Regions from separate parts of the Capra hircus genome. Here region 2 is linked to region 1. Evidence: chromatin contacts called from public Hi-C data. All regions are on one chromosome and are shown on one strand. The core of a region is the stretch at or near the end of the contact, and the rest is flanking DNA. Distances in the headings are between cores, read along the strand shown.

Region 1 (5,639 bases), core at 2,313-4,812:
ACCCTGGATTGGCTCTGGGCCTGGAAAGGTCCCTAGACTAGCAGTCAGGGGAAGGGGACTCTGTGCTAGTGAGGATGGAACAGATCCCTGGGAGTCTCCCCAGTTCACTTCCCCTTGCAGGGCCGAGAGCTTCGGGCTATGCCCATTGGTGTGCATCAAGGAAACTTCAGGATGGTTCAAGGACCAAGGGGCCCGCCCAGGACCCTGGAGGGGGGACAAGCTATTTCTAGGTGGGGGTCTTTACAAGAGGGAAGGAGAGAGTGGGGGAGGAGAGGGAGAGATTTGGGGTTTGGGGACAGGAGGAGGAAAGTAGAGCATGTCTTATCATGGAGGGAGTCTCCTGCTAGATGCAGAGACCAGGGAAGACCATCTCCTGAAGACACTTGCATCTGGCAGCCGCCTCCATGACTCCTCATCCATCCACCTGCTGAGACAGTGGGACTCTTTGGATTCCTATTGCTGACTTCCATTCCCCTCTGGGCAGTCAGTTCAGCCAAAGGGATATCCTTCCTGCCTGCCCGACATCTGGCTGGAAAGACCCTTCTAGGGTCCCTCCCTTGCTTCCCCACCTCTGAGACCCACACCCAGCCTCCTGAGCCCGAGGGCCTCTGCCAAGAGTTGTCTACAAAGTTGGGACACCCCTGAGTCCCTGGCTGTCAAGGAGCAGCTCCCGGAACAGCCCAGGGCACCTTTTCTGGCCCAGGGTCTGGAGAGGTCTCTGAGGGCTCCCCCAACACACCCACCCTCTTTCCGCTGAAGAGAAGGAATGTTGTTGATTTCAGTGTAAAGACCTCATTATTTTGCTTTCCAGACCAGAAAGCCCCACACGTGGAGTTAATTCCCCATTCTGACATAGGGCTAGTGCCAGCCAGAATTGGGAATTTTGCTGAATACCCACTGGGCACCACTGTTTCCATCACAGGGTTAATTAGTCCCCATGAGCATCAGCCAAGGGAGGCTGCTTGGGCTGGGAGTCCAGAGCTCCAGATGCTGAATGTACATCTGCCAGGGTCTATCTGGGTGAGCTTCATTAGACAAGCCCCTTTTCTTCTCTGGGCTTCATTTTTCCCATCTGCAAAACGCGCAGGTAAACCTGGAACCCAGAGTCTTTTCCAACTGACTGGAACTTTCCATGACATTCTGTGATGCTGACATTCTGTAACAGCCTACCACGGTCTAGGAGATCCAGGATGACGTTCTAAGTCATTCCATGACATTTACAGCCATCTACAGCATTCTGTGATGACATTGGAAGGTGGTCCTTGACATCCAATGACATTTACAACCATCTACAGCATTCTGTGACATCTTCTGACATTTACAACAATTTATGACATTTACAAGAATTCACGATATCCTGTGACATTCTTTGACATTCCAGAGCATTTTACGACATTCCTTGACATTCAACAGCACTCTGCAGCATTCTCACCACGATATTCTGTGGCATTATGTGACATCTTAAATTTATATCATGTAGGTTTGTCTCTCTTCCAAGGGGCCTCCCTGACATAGCCAGAGAGGCCACATCTCCCCTCAAGACCCTCCTCCAATTCTCCTCCTGCTCAAGATGCAGGACCCCTCTGTGGTCAGAAGTTCATGAACTGGAGCCTCTAGAGCCAACAGCCATTCCAGGATCCTTATCTGTGCTTTGGGGGGCAGGGAATAATCTCTCCCACAATAGTCATCTCCTCAGGGTGTTTTACTCTTAAAGAAATCTTCCCCCCTTCTTCCCACCCCTGCCACCAGAATATTCCAATTAATGGCCCCTTCCTGTAGGATAAGAGAGTCCCTTTGGCATAGTATTAAGCTTAAACATATAACACCAAGTATTTTGAAAACTTTGACCTCTGGGAATGGCAATTTTATACAGTTCAACCTAATGGAACAGAAAGAATGTGGATTTGGGAATCAGGCAGCTCCAGGGACAAATATGAGTGCTGCTATTTCTTAGCTGTGAAACTTCAGGCAACCTCACCAGACCTCACTTTCCTCATTCATAAATGGAGATAACTCCTTATTCAAAGGGTTGGTAGAGGATTCAACCAAATAATTCAGGTACAGATCCAGGCAAAGATCTAGAACAGAAAAAGAAGTCCTTGAAAATGTTCTTTCCCCTTTTATCCTTCCCCTAGAACAACAGTGGGACTTCCCAGGTGGCTCAGTGGTAAAGAATCCACCTGCCAATGCAGGACACGAGGGTTTGATCCCTAGGTTGAGAAGATTCCCTGGAGAAGGAAATGGCAACCCACTTCAGTATTCTTGCCTGGAAAATTCCATGGACAGAGGAGCCTGGCAGGCTATAGTCCACAGAGTCACAAGAGAGTTGGACACGACTTAGCAATTAAAGAACAACAGAACAACAGTGAAACAGCTCATGCATGAGATAGCACAAGTTGAAAAAGAGAACCCAGGTTTGGGTCTTGGTCCAGTTACCTCCTCACTGTGTATTCCTGAGGTCTATTCTGTAGACCTTAGTTTTCCCGTCTGTAAAATGGAGCGGGAGACACTCAGATCAACTTGAGGACCTTCTGGCTCTAACGGTCTGGGCTTCTCTGGCTGGAAGGGAGGGTACAGAACAGGGAATCCTGAAGTCTGGTGGGGTAAGCCTGGGGCAGCAGTGGGTCACCATAATCTGTGAGGGCAGGACATTGCAATGCGGGAGAAGCAGGTCAGACCTGAACAGTGCTTCTTTCTAACCATTGCAAGATGACAGTCTTGGTTGTAATGCTGTTCATCCACAGCGTTTTAGGAGCATGGCCCCGAGATCTCTGGGTGAGTAGGTGGACAGATACCCCATTCGGTGAGGGGTACCATCTCCAGCCCTCCAGGCTGAGTGGTGGTGGAAAGGACTCAAGGCTGGTGTGGAAACGTTAAGAGACTGCGCCCCCTGGTGGCCAGGCGCTGTCATTGCAATATAGGGCTCCCAGCCCGGGCGGTGACACCCGCTGATGGGGACTTGGTCTTAGAGGGCAAATTTCTTTGCAAGAGGAAGGACCCTGGGGGCAAGTCTTGGAAAGAGGGTGACCCAAGCTGGGTCAAGCCCGTAGGGCGGAAGGCTATTAAGGACCCTTTAGTAACTTCAACAAAGTTTCCTGATCACCTACTGTGTGTCAGGCAGCGTCTTGGGCTCTCCAGCCGTGTTGTAGATGAGGCCCTTGCTCTGCGAGGAGCTCACAACTCAGCCTGCTGAGAACCTATTTATGTGTCCTGGACTCCTCACAACACTCCCGGGAGGTGAAAATGATCGTTCCCATTTTACAGGTGAGGAAATTGAGGCCCAAAGCCACACAGCTCTAAGGGTTCAGAGCTGGGATGCTTTCTTAACTGGATGACCCCCAAACTGCCCATTACATGACGTCTGTGTAGTAGCAAGAGCACAGGCGCTGTCAGGCACAAGAGTCCCTCGTCCCAGGCAGCCTCCTCAGGGAAACGGGGCCTGTGAGGCAACCAGGGAAGGAGCGCCCCCATGCCCACGCGCTGTGCCCCATGGGACCTCCTCGCACAAGCAGGGGAGTGCTCCCCCACAAGCAGGCACCCGGGAGCCGGGCATTGTTCCCATTGTCTCGGGCCTCCCTTTGTCTCAGGAACATCCGGGGCTGGCTCCTCCCCTGGCGGAGATGGGGGCCAGCTGCCTGGAGAGCCCCGCACTGCTGCTGCCGCTCATTAGAGCCCTCACAAACGCCTCTCTCACGGGACTCCCCACCCCAGGGTCTGAGGGAGTTTGACACGAATCTAAAAATAGCTGCTGTTTTGTTCCTTTGTGGGAGGGGAGGGGCTGGCAGAGGGGCTCCAGCTCCCCTTAATGACCTGCCCACAAAGAACAAAGCCTTTTCTCTGCATTCGCTCTCGCTTCCGCAGAGGCCTCCTCAGCTCACTGAGATGGAGCCTGAATGGTGGTCCTGCTGATGGAGGCAGCGCCTGGGTCCAGGCCTCCAAGCCGGGAGGGCCCAGGCCCCAGGCTGGCCGGTGGCCGCGCCCAGGGTGTAGTGCGTCCTGTGGGCGGGGCTCCGCCGGGGGAGGGGCCCGCCCGTGTCCTGTGACATTGCGTGTGATGTCATACCACATGGCGCCGTGGACGGAGTGTGGTAGTCGCTCAGTCCTGTCCGACCGTTGGTGACCTCGTGGACTGTAGCCCGCCAGGCTCCTCTGTCCATGGAATGCTCCAGCAAGAATGCTGGAGTGGGTTGCCATTCCCTTCTCCAGCGCATCTTCTCCACCCAGAGATTGAACCCAGGTCTCCCGCATTGCAGGCAGATTCTTAACCGTCTGAGCTCTCAGGGAAGCCCCAAATGGATGGAGTCTGGGACCGCAAATGGCTGTTTGTGGCTGATTGTGGGCAGGTGACTCTGGGCTTATGCGTCACTGAGCCTGGCTGTGCACAGATGACACCATAAATGAGTGAGCCTCGCTACACACAATTGGTATGTGTTGGTTTGACATGGGGCGATGGGGCAGACTCTGCAGGTGACACTGGAGTTGGGGCTAACTGTGCAGTTAGTGGCACTGGGGGAAAAACGGCCATCAGAGGTAAGCAGAGCACACTCCTGCTGTGTCCAGGGGAGGGAGGGAAGAGTGGGACTTGGGGAGTGGTCAGGAGGGTCCTGGCTTCATCCTAATGGTTGGGTCAGTTGCTCAAAGGGAGAACATATTTATATATTGCTGTCAAATTTTAAAAAGATTTCAAGCCCTAGTGGCCCAGTGGCTAAGACTCCACACTCCCATAGCAGGGGGCCTGGGTTCAATCCCTGGTCAGGGAATTAGATCCCACAGGCTAAAGATCCCACATGCTGCAACCAAGACCCGGCACAGCCAAATAAATAAATAAAAATTTTAAAAAAGATTTATCCAGATGCAACAAAAAGCTATTTGTTGTTAATCTAGGCCGTGTGATTATGAGTGATTATTGTACTACTCTTTGGGTTTTTCTGAATTTTTAACCTCTCAGAAAAATCATCAAAAGCAGTGTATGCTCATGATGGAGTTTGTTATACATGAAAGTTAACAGCAACTTCACTTCTATACATACACTGTCCTACATGCTGTACGTGGATACCACAACCCTAGGAAGGGCTCAGCACCCTCCCATTATACAGATGGGAAAAGAGAGGCTCAGAAGCCCTCAGGCAAGTCCGCAGTTCTCACTTCATCTTCCACACCATGTGGGATTTCGGGAAAACTCAAAATCTCCCTCTGCTGGATAACCCTGCCACTAAAAGGATGGAACCTGTGTCCTGTGTATTAGTCACCTGTGCTGCGTTAAAATACCATCCCCAGATGCAATGACTTAAAATAACAGTCATCATCATTTAGTATCTCTCATGATTTCTCTGAGGGGTGGCTTTGATGAGGCAGTTCTGGCTGAATGACTCCTGAGATTCCAGTAAGATGCTGGAGGGCTGCAGAATGTTGACTGGGACTGAGGATCCACTTCCAGGTTGGCTTGCTCACATTTCTAACAAGCCAGTGAGGGCTATGCTGTCTGGGTGGGCAGCTGGAGCTTCCTCACCACATGGTGCCTGGGATCAAGGGTGAGCTTCCCAGGAGAGCCAGGCAGAAGCTGTATCAGCTCCTGTGACCTGGTCTTGAAGTCCAAGCATCACATGGCATCACTTCCACAGAATTCTATTGGCCATGGG
Region 2 (5,659 bases), core at 2,191-4,690, 180 kb before region 1:
GCACTAAAAATGATGCCTACCTCACAGGTTGGCCTTTTCCCCTCCCCCTTTTCTTTCCTTTTTTTTTATATATTCTATGTCCCCTCCCCCTTTTCTCTTCCTGCTTCTGACAGCACTCTGGACATCAGAGCAGGCCCTCCATTCGACTGGGAACACTCTTGTTGCTATTTTCTTTCTCAGGAGGAAGAAGCTAAGAAGCTGGTGAGTGAAGCCATAGCAGCCGGGATCTTCAATGACCTGGGGTCTGGAAGTAACGTTGACCTGTGTGTCATCAGCAAGAGCAAGCTGGATTTTCTCCGTCCGTACTCAGTGCCCAATAAGAAGGGGACCAGGTAAGTGAAGGCTTCTTGTGGCCACCCTTACTATATTCATGGCATCCGAACAGGACTTCCTTTTATTTGTACCCATGTTAAGCCAGTGTACCCAGGCCAGCTTTATTCAACAGACCTTTGAATCAGTTTTTGACTGGGAACTGCTGTCAAGTATAGGAAAGTGATGTAATCTGTAAAATGTTGATGGGAGATGTTGAGTGGACAGATTCCTAGACTGCGGATTATGGGGAGAGGTTTGAATTCAGCATGTGCTGGCCTTTCTCTGCTTCCTTAAAGATGCCTCTGAAATCTGTATGAAGTTCTGTGAGAAGGTACATTTTCCAGGGCAGCCAGCCTGTAGCTTTTTCTCAGAGTGGTTCAAGAGTCTGAAATGGTTATCAGCCATTAGTTAAAAAGTCTCCAGAAGTTAGCCTTTGAGAGCTAACTGGTGCTTCTTCCTATTGTGGAGGGAGTCATGCCACTTCCTTAGCCTGTGGCATGTGCTGAGCTGGCGCTGCAGCCCAGCTCAGAATGGGCGAGGGGGCGAGGTGCGCATCAGTTTGCTTATGTAACTGGAAAGTGGCCAGCCCTGGTGGCAGGTGAGCCACTCAGCAGCAGTCTCGAACGGCTGTGCAGCTGCCTAACCTCTTCCTGGAGGCTGAGCCACTCAAAACGTGGCTCCTGAGCTCTGCTCCAGCGGCCTTCATCTGAATGTACGCAGGAGCAGTTAGAAACTCAGCCCCAAGTTTGGCTAGAGGAGAGCAAGCACACCCCCTTCCTCAGTGCTGCTTCAACTCCCACCACATATACTCAACTCCAAGTCGGGTAATTCACAAGGAAAGGAAAGAACTTTGAGAAGTAGCAGGTGTTCAGTGCAGTGTGTGCTCAGCATCGTGGACCCGCGGAGTGTTTGAGACAGGTAGGACAGCACAGCAGAGAAGAGCTCTGGCTTGGGGTGGGGACTCTGGGCACCTGTCTTGGATCACCTTGGGCCTGGACAAGGTGATCTCTGCTGAGCCCATGCGACTCCTCGGGCCCTGGGTGGGAAGGGAAGCAACCTTTCGGGCCTGGGCTGTGTTGGACCTGGCCTTGCATGTTTGCACTGGCTCCTCTGCAGTGTGGTATTGCGGTCCCCTGTTGCTTCAGGTAGAAGTGTTCCCTTTGTGCTGCTGAAACCAGGTGCCATAACCCAGGGTGGGAGGAGACTCCACTCCTCCCACAGACTTTGTGGTTCAGGAGTCCAGCACACAGGAGTCCTGTGGGGCCCTGGCTCCAAGGCCACAAGCCTCCAAGGGTCCGTCCAGTCGGGGAAGGAGCACCATCTCCACACCGGAGCCGGGGGCGGGCACACCTGAAGGAGGTGCTGCTGCTCGGGCCCTTTAAGAGCAGGGTGGGGACTGGGGGGGGGTTTCACAGAACTTAAAGGCCCACTGTTCGTGGCTGTACAAACTCCTGGTTTTGTACAGAGCTGTTATGCCACCCTTTTTTCTGTCTCCTGCCCTCTTTGAGCACAAGCTGCCAGGTGAGGATGGCTTTTCAAGGAGCACCTGGTCATGGCACAGCCAGCAGCGTCCGCGGACAGAAAGTGTCTCAGCTGCAGACAGGCGAGAGGAACAGGCGGACCTGTGCTGCTTCGACAGTGTTGTCTCCCTGGTCCCACTGTGAGATTAGGGGCTGCCAAGCTCAGAGAAACCTTTCAGATTCACCTAGGCAAAGTGATGCTGGGTGAGCGTTAGTGGTGATCTACCGTGTCCCTTTAGGGACAGTTAATTCTCCCTTCTTGAGTCTCAAGTGTGGTCAACAGTGACAAGCCCAGAGTCTGGCTGTGGGTCATTTTTGTACTGTTAATGCTTCCAGATATTTTTACCATGTTTAAGGTTACAGTTATGTCATCCGGGGCAGTGGCACCTTAATGAAAGGATTGACTTCCTGCTGGTTACTGAAGGTAACTTCAGTATTAATGGTTATTAATGCTTTAGGGAGGTTGAAGCTTGAAGGCAGAGGAACAAATGCATCTCCTGGGGATGCGGAGGTGGGGAAGGAAATCCGAGGGTCCACTCAGTGCCAGGTGCTCGATCTTACCTCTTTCCACATGCATCCTGTCTTCCTGTAGCCCCATTTTGTAGCACTTGAGAGCCGAGGAAAGTGACCTTTGGGGGAGCGGAATCCCCCCTGCTTCGAAGAACTGGGAGTCAGGAGAGCCAGGACTCCAGTCTAGGCCGGCTTGCCCCCTAAATACTTGTCCCTTTCTCTAGCCCTCTGTCAGGCCCCTAGGGGATCCTAACTCTCTGCTTTTGTCTTTCTCTCACTAGGTTTGGCCGGTACAGGTGTGAGAAAGGGACCACTGCTGTCCTCACTGAAAAAGTCACAACCCTGGAAATTGAGGTGCTGGAAGAAACAGTCCAAACAATGGACACGTCCTGAATGGTGTCAGTGGCTGGCTGGCTACCGCTGTGGAAGACTGGGGGCAATGGAGGCTCCCCCTGTAAGACATTCGGCCAGTGTTTGCTGAATGAAAACCCAATAAAAAATGAAAACAAAATTAAGTGGCTGAAGTCAGAGCTAGTGGTTTCCCACCCCTTTGCTAACTTACTTTTCTCTTTGTTCAGGGTAGTCCCAGGTTTCTTCCTTTTCTTTGCTGCTTAGGATGAGTGCAGCACAGCCAAGTAGGAAAGAACCACTCATCAGTTCTCAGTACCGAGAACAAGCAGGTAGGTGGACAGTGTTGCTTTGCTCTAGCTGTGTGACCCGGGGTGTACTCCACTTTGCCCAGTTTCACAGACGTCCCAAGAATGCTTGGGACTTACTATCTGTTAGGAAATGACTGTTTTTCCAATACTCAGGCCTGCTGAATGGCTGAAATTGTGTACCTCCAGAGGGTCCTTGTACTAAGCAGAATTGTTCTCAAGGGGTTGAAAGTTGATGGCATGCAGAAAGCTAGTTCATCTGTGTCCAAAGACGATACTGCCAAGGGAGACAGACACAGTAGGGATTCTGAGAGCCATAAGCAGAATATTTGCAAAAAGTCTGCCTGGAATCAGAAAAACTTTCAGTGCTAAGTGCCAGACAGACAGAGTCTGACTGTCCTCCAGGGCATGCTCATCTTGGGGACATGAGAAAGGCCCAGTGCCATGGTCTCCCAGAGTGAACCCCGTCTTGGGCAAGCTGCCCCGGTTAAACTGCCAGGAGTAGGGTGGGGAGAACAATGCGATTATTTAGGATAGCAACTTGGCTGACGATTTATCAAAATTATCTGGGGAGCTTAAAAAAATTCCCAGATTACTCAGTGTCTGGGGCCTGAGAAATTGTGTTTTTAAAAGCAGCTTTAGAGATGGTGCTGCAGTGTGAAGCTGTTGTAAAAGAACTCACGAATCATACGCATTCACAGAAGGACCCCTCTTACCCATTTTATTTCAACCATGGAGGATGAGTACAAAGCAGAGGCTGCATCTGAAGAAAATCTCTCAAACGCGACAGTATTACAGTAGAACAGAGTTCACACAAGAAATCGGCACACTGGCCCGACCCAAATCCTTTGTCCCCAGGAAGGCCTGACCAGGACACCAGTGGGGCGGACACATGCGCTGTCTGTCTGGAGGGCTGAACTGTCACCAAGTCAGTGGGCGACTATGTAGACCATTTGGGGATTAACTTGAGTGTAAAAACAAAATTCAAACTACTTCCTTCAGAGCTTCAGTTTTCCTTAAGTTCACATTTATAAATTAATCTTCACAGTTAATCCTATTTGGGAGCAAGAAATAAGTGAACACACTTCTGGTTTTCTACAAATAATACAGCTGTACGTTAACTCTTGACTTGCATGGTCCGTGGATTTCAGCTTTGTGAAGGGGTGAGTAGCTACCATTTTTGGATCATTTGCCATGAGCTAGATAATTTACATATTTTATCTCAAATTCTGTCAGCAACCCTGAAGACAGATGTTATTAAGTCCATTTTATAGATGCGGCAATGGTCTCAGAGGTTAAGAAGCTTGCCCAGGGTCATGCCAGGAAGGTGCAGGACCAGCGCAAAGCCCGTATAGTTTTGTTTCCTATGCTTCCTTCTCAGCGAGGAAGACACTTCACACTGATCATTAAATGAACCCCCAGCATTCAGGCCAGTGATGAGGGCCCGGTGCTGGCGGGTGTTCAGAATAGGGCTGAGCCGAGTGCACAGAGAATACTCATGGCTTTCAAATACTCTTTGCCTCTATGTCAGATGCTGGGTTCACCTCGTCGTCATTTATCAAGTTATAAACAGAGAGAAAAATATTAGGAAAATCTCCACTCTACTTAAAAAAAAATATTTCCACTTTCTTCCCTTACAACAGAGTAAATTAAGCACACAGCTTGATTGTTTGAAAAGATTCTAAGAGCTAAACTTGCCACTATCCATTTTAAAAGGCTCACTACAAATCAGAGTCTCCTGTATTCTCCTGTTACTACAGACCTTAACAGGTCACTGAAGGAATTATCCAAAAGATTCACATTACAGTCCAGATATAAGGGGTGTGTCAGTGGCTCACTGAACCATCCACCCCTTGCAACCCAGCTGAGAGTGTTCACAACAGTTTAAAGAAAGGAGTTTCAAATGTGACCACCAGTAGCACGTGACCAGTGCCCCTCCCCCCAGCAGCCCTGTATTCAGCATCTGCTATGAAGCCTGGGCCCCTCTTTGGGGAACCTGCTGAACCCTCTAGTCTTAGTTGGTCCCAGCTCCCAGGTGGCCACTTTGGAGAAGACTCAGGTAAGGCAGGTAAGGTGTGGCTTCTGAGAAGGCACACTGCATCCACGCTCAGGTGCTTGAAGTCCACACGTGCATCTGTTTGGCAATCTGGTGCACATAGGTGATGTCGGGTCTCTGGTTGGGGTCAGGGTGGATACACATGCTGACCAGTTCTCGTAACTGCAAAAGACAGATGATGCCTATTACTCCCAAGCAGCTTTGTTGAGGTTCTGTATTAACTCATTAACCCTCACGGTTCCTACACGATGAGCAGAGACATTCAAGACGGGTGAGTGGCGGGCGCGCAGGGCCAGTGTTTGGCCTGTCTGGTCCCAAGGCCAGGTCTTGGAGACCCTGAGAGTGCTGCCTCCAAAGAATTGTGAACTTCTGCCGTCTCCACTCCTGGGTAAATCTGTGTACTGTGTGTGTGCCTGCTGTCAGTCATGCAGATGCCCAAAGCAGAGGGCAAAACTCAAGGCAAGGGCTTATTGATCATAATAAATGCATTAACATGCAGCAGAGCTGCAGTCTGCCCACCCCCTGGCCTCTTTATTGTGCTCATGAAAGACGGAGCTTTTAATTATACAGACACTGAAGGCTGCGCCTGCCTCTGGGTGGGGGAG

What was found. Hi-C and Micro-C count contacts between places; a contact is called where the count stands out from the background.
Region 2: a contact with region 1 is called in a Hi-C map of blood, with 5 times the contacts expected there. The contact joins two enhancer-like sites. A contact is called at or near these places in 2 of 5 Hi-C or Micro-C datasets (both in blood).

Annotation. Positions count from the first base shown.
Region 1 is chr11:94,737,709-94,743,347 of ARS1.2, reverse strand. No RefSeq gene overlaps it. Among named protein-coding and RNA genes, the nearest start is that of NEK6, 97 kb to the left of the region's middle. Within about 2 kb of position 3,562, at least 1 of the 5 cell types and tissues checked has an H3K27ac peak or open chromatin away from gene starts, as enhancers often do.
Region 2 is chr11:94,920,107-94,925,765 of ARS1.2, reverse strand. It overlaps NEK6 (serine/threonine-protein kinase Nek6), which reads right to left. Exons shown (of 10, transcript XM_018055750.1): 10 at 3,706-5,216. The coding sequence ends at 5,106. It overlaps PSMB7 (proteasome subunit beta type-7), which reads left to right. Exons shown (of 8, transcript XM_005687126.3): 7 at 181-332; 8 at 2,624-2,866. The coding sequence ends at 2,735. Among named protein-coding and RNA genes, the nearest start is that of PSMB7, 57 kb to the left of the region's middle. Within about 2 kb of position 3,440, at least 1 of the 5 cell types and tissues checked has an H3K27ac peak or open chromatin away from gene starts, as enhancers often do.